Regions from separate parts of the Mus musculus genome. Here region 2 is linked to region 1. Evidence: chromatin contacts called from public HiChIP or PLAC-seq data. All regions are on one chromosome and are shown on one strand. Each heading gives the region's core, a stretch centred on a gene start, on an enhancer-like site or on the middle of the called end of the contact. The rest is flanking DNA. Distances are from core to core; before and after follow the strand shown.

Region 1 (5,535 bases), core at 1,338-3,837:
TTATTATATTTACAAAATAGTCTATGATTTTTTTTCTAACTTTCTCTGGAACATAAATCAAAAGATTTTAAAATTAAGTAGTGTCCTTATCGTAAAGAAAAATATGAAACTTACCTGAAGTTAATTTGGATGTGTGTATAAAAATTAAAGACTAGTTAAATGTACACATAAATTGTAAACTCTAAGCCTCAGAGAATAGAATGAATGAACATAGGCTAGTCTGTAGATCCTCATACATCTACACATAGGAAGGCAAACTTTTTTTTTTTTTTTTTTTTGGTTTTTTTGAGACAGGGTTTCTCTGTGTAGCCCTGGCTGTCCTGGAACTCACTTTGTAGACCAGGCTGGCCTCGAACTCAGAAATTCGCCTGCCTCTGCCTCCCAAGTGCTGGGATTAAAGGCATGCGCCACCATGCGCGGCTCAGGCAAACATTATTTTATTGCTTGTTTTTAACCAGATTAGAGTCATTTGTTTTATAGTCCCTAAACTATAAAATATGCTAAAATTTAAACAGAAACAAACAAAAATCACTTGCAGCAACCATGCATGGAGTTAGCTCTCATGCAGTAGTCCCTTGGACCTGAACTCCATAAGCACATTTACAGAATGCGTTGCCAGTAACGACAGGTAAATGTCTGACCATTTCTGCGTACTCTCAAGTCACTGGGTTGAGTACAAGATCAGTCACCACAGGAAGACTTACAAATATCAAATAGACTCATACCTAACAGTAGGGATGAGAAAGTCAGCAAAGAATACAAGCCATGTAACTGCAGAAACGTAAGAAACCATACAGGCCACTACCTGACTTCATTCAATTGCCCTACCCACCGCCCCGAAGTTGGTTACACTCCTGTATTCCTAAGTTTCATCGGAGATAGACATAACCGTGGGCTAGTTCACACAGCTCTATCCACTGACTGTCCGCCTTCTCATTAAAACAGAAACTCCATGAGGGGGGCAGGTTTCGTTAATCGGAGTCTGGATACACAAGGCAGGCATTCACTGAGCCCTGAACCTGTGCTGAATAAGTAAGGGTTGAAACTGAAGCCCAGAGAGGTCACAGAATCCCCTCAAGGTCACAGAGCCGGACTCAAGCCCAGCCTTTATCAGAGACTTATTTACCATAACCTTGCCTGTTTGCTCCTTCTGTGGCCACATCAATCTCTCAAAGCAGTACGCTTCTACAAGCGAGTCTCTTCAGTGTTTCTTTCTCTTCATATTTTGTGCCAAAAAAAAAAAAAACCACCAAAAACCAAAAAAGAAACACACTTCGAGTGCTTCGCAAACAAACTAAAACTGTACTCAAATTTCATAAGCATACAGATTTAGCCCATAAAACAGAGAGGCACAATTCACAGCTCTTTGAGTTCCTCTGGAAATTAGTGTATGTGTTGGAAGTTTTATAAACAGTCACAGTAAACCTACTTACCAACTCAGAGTGACCAGTGAGTTACCAACCTTTCATGCTTCTCTGGCGCACAAGAGCTCCTCTCAGATAAGCATGCTTTATCTGGCAGGTTATGCAAGGGGGCAACGTAGCCCTGAAGCCCCTTTAGTTCCTTTTAAGCTCTGGACATACAAATCAACTCTTGGGAAGTTTGAGATTCTGTGAAAAGATGTCCCACCTCTGCCCATTTTCTGACTCCCATCAATCAAATCCTTCACTGAAACCTATGAGTCTAACCCAAACGCGAATGCGGGATGGGGTCAAAGGGCAGACAGGGAAACATTTTCAGACATAAAACTGGAGCTGACACTGCTAGTAACATCAGTTTCTCGAGGAAAGCCAAGGCCTCACTGATACAACTTGTGTTGCTTTCTCTGGTCACCTTCCTTGCAGAGTGAGCGATAGACAACTGCCAAACCCTTCTGCGAGGAACGTCTCTAGACCTAGGGTGCGTCAGGTTGAGCCAGGATGATCTGCTCGGAGTCTCTCAAAACTACTGTCAACCCAATCAGTAAACCGAAAGGGACAGACAACCCCAAAATGTGGCATGGCAAACCAGTAGGAATAAGCACCGGAGTTGAGAGTGGGGAAAACAGCCGCCGGGAGGGTAAATGGATCAGAAGGAGTGGGAAAACAGGCTCAAGGAAGTGGGATCAGCAAAAAAAAGTCAAAGGTGACTGGAGGAAGGGGGATGAGATTCTGGAAGTGATGGGCGCAAGGCAAGGGGGAGGGGGCGCGAGCGGGCTGGGGGAGGGGGCGAAGGGTCTGGGGCGGGGCTGAAGAGAGAGAAGAGGCGGGATGAGGACCGCCAGGCCGGGAGGGTCTTTACCTGCAGCTCCGCCCGCTCCACCTCCCACTGGGCTCTCTCCACCTCGAAGCGGGCCCATTCGTGCTGCAGGAAGTGCAAGATCCCCGGGAGGCTGTACTGAGCTCGGGCCGCCCCCGCCGCAGCCGCTCCGTCTCCGGCCGCTGCAGCCTCCGCCAGAGGCCCGAGCCCCTTAGCACCGCCAGCTCCCGGGTGGTTGTTGCTGAAGAAGACGCCGGGCCCCGCCTGCTCGTCCATGGCGGCCGCACGAACCCCGGGGAGCTCTCTGCCTAGGCGCCCAGCAGCGGCGGCAAACTGCGGCGGCCAGCTCTGCCTCCTCCCTCCGCCGCTCCCCGCCCACACCCCAGTCAGCAGGGAGCAGCCGCCCGGGCGCGGGGGCCGGGCGAGCCCGTGACGGGCCGGGAAGTGGGTCAACTGCGGCCCGCGGGGCTTGCCGGGAAATGTAGTCCCGGGGCGTGGCGAACCCCGCTTGCCTGTAGGCCTGCGCCTCTCGGAGGCCGGACCGAAGCCACGCCCTTTCCTCGCCACGCCCTCCCCTGACGGCTCCGCGGGTTTCCTCTTCGGCAGTGCGGCCAGCCGATGCCCCTCGGGTCGCGCCGCCGCAGGCTCCCTTCATGCGGAAGTTCGCGAGCGGCGCTCCCTGTTGCATATTCGCACGCGGAAGTTATCACGCCAAGTACCAGCCCTAGCTCCACTTAGTTTAGGGCTTCCTGGTCGTTTTGTTAAGAAATAGGCGCTGGGCAAGCCATCCGGTCGTCTGCCCCCTCGTCGCCCTTTTCGGGGTTCATCAAAGCCTCGACACCCCTGGACCACGGCTTGCCATCGAGCCTACCATTCATCCCCAGAGGGGCTCAGTGCTTGTTAACAGACCAGTTTTCCCTTAGGAGGAGGAACTCTGGTCTTCTCTCTTTCTGCTAAGGTTCGACATTTGCCATGAGGGCTTTTTCTAATTTCCAGTTTAACACTTGGTCTGAAATATTAGTATTAAAAGTCCCTTTCTCTGTGCTAATCCTGCTTGTAAATTCTGCCAAAGTTTTAGATCTCCAGTAATAAAGAAGTGCTGCCTGTCCAATCTCATTTTTCCCCCCATCTTTGCGGCAGTTTTCACTCAATTCGCTTGAACAAGTATTTTATTGTCAGTAATATTCCGTGCCAGGAATATAAAGATAGATGTCACAGTTCTTGTCATCAAAAGGAGGTTGACATACATATAGAGTCACAGAGCCCTAAGGGCTACAATCAGAAGGAACAAAGTCCCTTTTTGCTCTATTGCACTCCTGAACCCGGGAACCTCCCCTTCCCACTTGTCGCTTTCCTAATTTCTTGGGCAATTGATCTTTACACCAAAGGCACACTAAAATCCTTTCCTTCTAAGTGGTTTGCCAGTGTTTTCCCTCTCTGAGTACCCTGATAACTATTATCATTATAAATTTACACTACACCAACTGGAGAAAGGAATGTGCCTGAAGAACATTTAAGAAATGAAAACGAAATTAAGTAATTATTTATCTGTCACTCCAACAAAAAAAAATTGTAATTTTGTTTTGATCTGGTGGACATGAAAAAAGAAAAAAAGAGAGTCAAGATACAAGCTGATGAGTGACTTGCAAGGGAAGGGCATCCTGTCCCTGTCCTCTCTGTTCCCTGGTCTTCCCATGGCAACTTGTGAAAAGGACAGGAAACACATTGTCTCTGCTCGGGTTGCAAAGAGCGATGGCAAAGCCCTCTGCTCAGTTACTGAATGTTTCTGCTTTGTGAATTCATTCTTTATTATCATAAAAAGTTGATCCAGGCCTGGCCAAATTCCTTGTGTCATAAATTAGTTTGGCTCTAAATGTTCTTTGAGATCCAGCCTGATTCATTCACAGCTCAAGAAATTGAGACTGTCCTCAATGAGACCTTGAATGACAGATGACTACCAAAACTAGCACCCAGATTACCTGCCTGTTAGCCCAGTAACCTTAAAAAAATTAAGCTGGACATGGTGGCACAGCCCAGAGACAAGAGACAAGCAGAGGGAAACAGATTTCTGAGTTTGAGACCAGCCTGGTCTACAGCATGAGTTCTAGGACAGCCAGGGCTAGTTATATATTTCTCTATCTATCTGATTTAATTTTAATTAATTAAAAACATGCTGACTACTCTTATATCTATCAGAACCAAGAAAACATAAATAGAATTTTTTTCCTTTCTTTTTTTTTTCCCTATCCTTTTCTTTCTGTTTTTTGTTTCTTGGATTTTTGAGACAGGGTTTCTCTGTGTAGCCCTGGCTGTCCTGGGACTTGCTCTGTAAGACCAGGCTGGCCTCCAACTCAGAGATCTACCTGCCTCTATCTCCCAAGTGCTAGGATTAAAGAAGTGTGTGCCACCACCTGGCTAAGATTGGAACTTTTTCATCTGAGCGATTTAAGTAATTTTTATAAGCTTGGGTGTTAAACAATCTGTTTTTTTCCTCTAACAGAAGACATGTCAGACAAGACAATGGCTTTAAACTGATTCACAAAAGACTATAAAACATAATTAAATGCATAGATAATAAGGCAGGGTAGATGATTCAGTCAATAAGGTACTTGCCATCTAAGCATGGGAAACTGGGTTTGAATCCACAGCACACACATAAAAGCGAGGTGCAGGCAATGACCTGTAATTCAGTAATGGGAGATGGCAGGATATAAAGTAGAGACAGGTAAATTTATGGATATAAGTGACTAGCCAGTCTGGCCAAACAGATGAACTCTAGGTTCAGTGAGAGATTCCTGACTCTATTTAAAAACAAACAAACAAAAATAAAATAGAGCTGGGGATTAATCAAGGAATACTCATGGATTTCAGACAGACACACACACACACACATATACATGCTACACTAATGGATTTCAGACATGCACACACACATACACATGCTACACTCATGGATTTCAGACATGCACACACACATACACATGCTACACTCATGGATTTCAGACATGCACACACACATACACATGCTACACTCACATACTTCCCAAAAGTATCAACATCCTGGACTACTATGGATACATACTAGAGAATCATTTTCATTCTTATTTAAACTTTATTATCAAATAATTTCTTTGCTTTTGAGTACATCTTTACAATCAAAATAGCATTGATGGTTCATATCATGGACATAACATTCAATAAGTCAAAATATTAAGAGTTATAGTAAAATAGGATATTAAACTTACTTTAAAAGATCTGCATGTGGTAATATTTTGTTGGTAGTTTAACAAAACTCAG
Region 2 (5,535 bases), core at 1,970-4,469, 55 kb after region 1:
CAGAAAGCCTTTTGAGTCATTGGAGGTTAAAACACCAAATTCACATAGGCTGGAGAGATGGCTCAGAGGTTAAGAGTACTGACTGCTCCTCTGAAGGTCCTGAGTTCAAATCCCAGCAAGCACATGGTGACTCACAACCATCCGTAATGAGATCTGGCGCCCTCTTCTGGAGAGTCTGAGGACAGCTACAGTGTACTTACATATAATAAAAACACCAAATACACATCTATGTTCTTTTTTCTTTATCACCTCCTCCTTACCCCTTTCATTTATAGTACGATGAAAAATAACATTTTTCTTTGCTTTTGAAGAAGTTTTCAGTATCAAATCTATATGGGAAGTATGCCCAAAGGACTATCTTGTTTCCTTTACTTTTGTTTCTGTTTAAAAGTAAGTGGGATTTTCTGACAGTCATATGTAATCAAAGATAAGCGTAGCCTGTTATGTTTTTTGTCTCCTCCCCACCCACTATGTAGTTTCTAAACATATTTCTAATAGCATTTCTGTGTTTCTTATATAAACCCCATGTAAGTGAATCAATAACTGAGGAATAATAAAAATTAAGAGGCACTAAAACTCCTCAAAACCATCTCACCTCAAAAGCACTGGCTTTTAGGGATGGGTAAAAGCAGCTGCCAAGCAAGCCAGACAATCTGAGTTCGGTCCCTGGGAACCACCGGGGAAGAGAGCACTGACTCTTGCAGACTGTCTTCTGAGCCCATGCAAACATTCATGTGTGTAGACAAGCTCCCCCTCTCAGACACGTGGACTCACTCTCACCATACACACAAGAAAAGGGGAGAATATTCTGTCAATAAGCCTTTCTATTATCACTATATAATAAAAGGGCACAGCAGGAAGGAGAGAGGAAGAGAAAGAGTCATCTTCCAAACAAATAAATCAAAATAAGCAATAGACAAATATGGGGAAAGGATACAAATGGTTTCAGATTTTAGATTTTTTTCCTAAATATTTGAAATTATTTCTAAATAAAAGGATGGTCCAGCGACAGGTCCAAAGTGGGATCCAGCTCAAGGGGAGGTCCCAAGGCCTGACTCTATTACTGAGGCTATGGAGGGCTCACAAAAAGGGAACTATCATGACTGCCCTCTGAAAGACCCAACAAGCAGCTGAAAGAGTCAGATGCAGATATTTGTACCCAACCAATGGACAGAAGCTGCTGACCCCTGTTGTTGAATTAGGGAAGGCTGAAAAAAGCTGAGGAGAAGAGCGATCCTGTAGAAAGACCAGCAGTCTCAATTAATCTGGACCCTGGAGATCTCTCAAACACTGGACCACCAAACGGGCAGCATACACCAGCTGATATGAGGCCCCCAACACACATACAGCAGAGGACTTCTGAGTCTGTGTTCATTCAGACATGATGCGCCTAACCCTCAAGAGACGGGAGGCCCCAGGTAGTTTAGAGGTCAGGTGGGGTGGGGGTGGGGGGTGAGGAGGAGGTGTAAGATGTGGAGCAGTTGGACAGTGAATTGGGGTGGGCGGGGGGGGGGAATGGAATATGGAGTATAAAAAATAAATTATAAAACAAGATTTGAGAGGGCTCAGTGGTTAAGAGCACTGGTTGCCCTTCCAGAGGTCCTGAGTTCAATTCCCAGCAACCACATGGTGGCTTAGAACCATCTATAAGGGGATCTGATGCCCTCTTCTGTCATGCAGACATGCAGGAAGTCAGAACACTCATATAAACATAAATACTTTTTTTTTAATGGATAGGAGTATTGTTGCTGGTTTTGGTTTTGTTTGTTTGTTTTGAGGCATGGTCACGTAGCCAAGGATGGTCTGGAATGTGACCTGCTCTTACTTGTACCTCCTGAGACTATAGGCCTTCACTAAAACCCTGAGTTAAATAAGAGACCTTCTTTCTGTATGGGAGTAAGCAGCTGTATACAGCCACTTGGACTAAAGATAAAACTTCCCACATGTATGTAATAGGATTACACATTACTCATAGGTACAGTTTTGGGGAATATATGAACACAGCTAGCTTGCTTCCTTCCTTTCCTTTCCTTTCCTTTCCTTTCCTTTCCTTTCCTTTCCTTTCCTTTCCTTTCCTTTCCTTTCCTTTCCTTTTCTTCCCCCCTTCCTTCCTTCTTTCCTTCCCTCCTTCCTCTCTCTTGCTCTCTCACTCTCTCTCTTGCTTTCTTTTAAGACAGGGTCTCTCTATGTGGACCCAGCTTTCCTGGAACTCACTATGTAGAACATGTTGGCCTCACTCACAGAGATCCTCCTGTCTCTGCCTCTGGAGTGCTGGATTGAGGGTATGTACCACCACCACCTGGCTTGAATGCAGCTTTTAGACAAGACATGTGTGTCTGAAACCAAGTTTCGGCATAATTCAGTTAAAAAGAAAGAAAGGAAGAAAGGAAGAAAGGAAGAAAGGAAGAAAGGAAGAAAGGAAGAAAGGAAGAAAGGAAGAAAGGAAGAAAGGAAGAAAGGAAGAAAGGAAGAAAGGAAGAAAGAAAGAAAGAAAGAAAGAAAGAAAGAAAGAAAGAAAGAAAGAAAGAAAGAAAGAAAGAAAGAAAGAAAGAGAGAAAGAAAGACGACTTCATTTTGCTTGCCTGTAACGTTTCCCTAACTTTCACAGAGCCTTTTCCCCATTACTAGGATTGGTTTATTGTGTGACTGAAATCTTAGAGTACAAATCTCAGGAAAAACAAGTTTAGGATGTGTAAGTCTGTTCCTTTCAGTGATGCCTGTGGGAGCTGTTACCAGGAGCCATCTCCTCGCTCGGTTTACAACAGAACCTGGCTTGTTTCTAAAACCGTTCATCCAGCTTCAGGGTACACATAGACAATGGCAGCAAATCTGCAGCATTTCTGTGAATGTCCCTTTATCATTTAAATGGCAGGGTATGACGTGGCTGAACATCTAAGCACAAGACTGGAAGGCAAGGCTGGAATTTCTATTCTAGTTTTATCACTGATAGGCTCTCACAGCCTAAAAATAGTTCCAGCAGTTTGACCCTTCTCCAGTTGTGGGCTGGCTGAAGCTTTGAAACGATCATGAAGCTTTGAGCGCCACATGAAGAGACCATATTCCCTCCTTTAGTGACCCTCACAAACTTCATTTAGTCTATATAAGCCACAAAACTTACATTAGCTTGATACTGCTCCAGGATCACATGACCTGGAAATTCTGGCTCAGGCACAGATGCAAATTTCTTGATAATGTCTTCAAGTGCCTGGAGCCCAGCCATTCGCAGTTGGTTGCTATGATCAGTTGCAGCCATGAATGCCATTCGAATCAGGTCAGAGAGATGCAATACTAGGAGGTCATCTGCAAAGGAAAACAGACTGTACAAGGGAAAGTTCACCCAGACTAGGACAATGCATAAAAATAGGAAACAATTCGATAAAGCACTTATGATCCACAATATCTAAAAAATAAAACTCAAGTGTCTCAGTGCAGCAGTAGACCACTCAAACACAGACAACTACAGGATAGACACTGACAGCTACAGCAAAATACATGATTACCATGGCTTTCCCAAATGGGCTTGTAGTTCTCTCAGAACAGGCCCTAGCAGAACTTTCCTGTAAAGGGTCAGATACTATTTTTGGCTTTGCAGGCCACATTCTCTCTCAGGCAGTTATTCAGCTCTGCTGCTACACTATGGAAGCAGGCAGAAAGGACTTAGAGAACACAACAGACAATGCTATAGAAATGAGTGTGATGAATCCCAGTAAACTATTTACAAAACACGCTTGTGGGTTGCATTACGATCACAGGTCTGACAGTCCCTATTGTAGAAAAACAGTGTGTAGTCAGGAAATGTAGTTACAAAATTATTTTTTAAAAGACTTTTTATGAGAACAGAATGGGGAGGGAGTCTTGTACTTTTAGCACCAGGTCAAGGGTAACCCTGGACTTTGCTTAAAAGCAAATCTCAAAAGAATTCAAATGGCGCAATTTGCACTAATTTTACTGCATCTCAGGACAGAGTTCACCACAATTTAATGGAAGAGCAAAATCCAGTGCTAGCACAGCAGGTATAATGCCCAGCATCTGATGACAAAGTGCCAAGGTCATAAAGATGTAGAGAACCCAGCTCCCAGGCTCCCAGCAGAAAGGAAGGATCAACGACCAGAAACTGGTTCAAATATGAAAGAAAGAGAGAACAGAATTGGCAGGCAAGAAGTTACAGGCACTGTGCAATGCCACACAGTAAAGGGGAGCGTGACTGTGATGGAGCTGGAGAGAGTGTGAGGCCATAAGGCACACCATATGACAAGAAAGATGCTGGGTGACATTAGGATAAGCTAGGTACAAAGATCAGTGAACTTAAAATACCGGGAACACACACCAGAAGAAATGCTCACACTCCAGTGCTCTCGTCCAGAGGACTGAAGTCCTGGCAACTCAGTGACTCACCCCACCCCCAAAAGTTAACAAGACAGGTTTCCTCAAGTTCCTATCTTTAAAAACCAAATTTAACATTTAAAGTTTAAAGAGTGTATGTTGGTGGTAGACACTGAAGGTAAAGAGAGAAGGAAGAGAATTTGGCTGGAAGACTCCAAAGCTCCCTCCTCTAGAGGAGGTTAGACAAGCAACCAGCCTTGTGAGGTATAAGAAGCCACTGACAGAGTTTGGGGGGAAAAGTCCCAGACAGGAGGATCTGAATTAAAATGGATCTACTCAGGCTATATAAATGCAAATAAACAAAATGTAAATAACAAGAAATAATTCATAAATAATAAATAAATGGAAGAATAAAAGACAATAATTCTTGTCCTCTCTGTCATCTAATTCACAAAATCTAGGAATCTATCAAACTCCCAATCAAGCAACTGGACCTGAAATGAGAGCTGCTTTCCCTACCAGTCTCCACCCATAAACCTCTCTACCTTTTTTCTAAAATCTCAGGTGAATATGTAAAGGGTGGAAATGTAAAGGGTAACTAGGAGGGCTGGGAGGTTTACTGCAGTCTAGGAGCGACCGTTCCTATAGCTAAAGCGCAGTACACAGGAAGACTAGGAGATGAGGATGTATCCAAAGGGCAACCTGGAAAGGGCCAGGTTTGCAATTTTTCAGTCAGAGTTGGCTCATGTTTCATACTGGAACCTAAGCTGAGACCATCTTACCATCCAGCCATAGCTGTGAAGCACCATGAAGCAAACAGTACATGCAGAGTGCATGGGGGAATCACAGAACCATACTGTGAACAGATTCTGCATATGAGCAGCACTCCCCTCTTAGATGGAATAGCTAGTGCACACCCATGGAGGCCCATGGCAGCTAGAAGAGGACATCACATTCTCTGGCACTAGAGTTACAAGCATTTGTGAGTCATTTGATAGTCTGAGCATTGAACCTGGTCCTCCACAAGAGCAGCAAGGGCTTTTAACCACCAAGCCATGGCTCTAGCCCACAAACCACGTTCTTAAGAATCTCCCCAGCACCTCTGTCGGGATCATCATACACGCTGGGTTCATACGTCACCTCTCTATCATCTGCACTACTAGGGTTTTTTAAGTATGACTATGATTTTGATTCTTTACATTCTCAATATTC

Evidence for each region. HiChIP or PLAC-seq counts read pairs in DNA pulled down with a chosen protein or histone mark.
Region 2: a contact with region 1 is called in an H3K27ac HiChIP or PLAC-seq map of heart atrium, with 13 read pairs. The contact joins the enhancer-like site here to the promoter of Strn in region 1. A contact is called at or near these places in 1 of 484 Hi-C or Micro-C datasets (cardiomyocytes), 8 of 115 datasets of contacts at active chromatin or transcription factors (the SCID.adh cell line, bone marrow-derived macrophages, embryonic fibroblasts and 4 more) and 3 of 9 other capture datasets (adipose tissue, liver and pancreatic islet).

The regions. Positions count from the first base shown.
Region 1 is chr17:78,733,974-78,739,508 of GRCm38.p6, forward strand. Strn (striatin, calmodulin binding protein) reads right to left here and starts at 2,588. Exons shown (of 18, transcript NM_011500.3): 1 at 2,281-2,588. The coding sequence starts at 2,514.
Region 2 is chr17:78,788,317-78,793,851 of GRCm38.p6, forward strand. It overlaps Heatr5b (HEAT repeat containing 5B), which reads right to left. Exons shown (of 36, transcript NM_001081179.1): 25 at 3,119-3,300. Among named protein-coding and RNA genes, the nearest start is that of Heatr5b, 44 kb to the right of the region's middle. Within about 2 kb of position 3,220, at least 34 of the 459 cell types and tissues checked have an H3K27ac peak or open chromatin away from gene starts, as enhancers often do. A contact at or near this core is called in adipose tissue, cardiomyocytes, extraembryonic endoderm stem cells and 1 more, where this site is marked.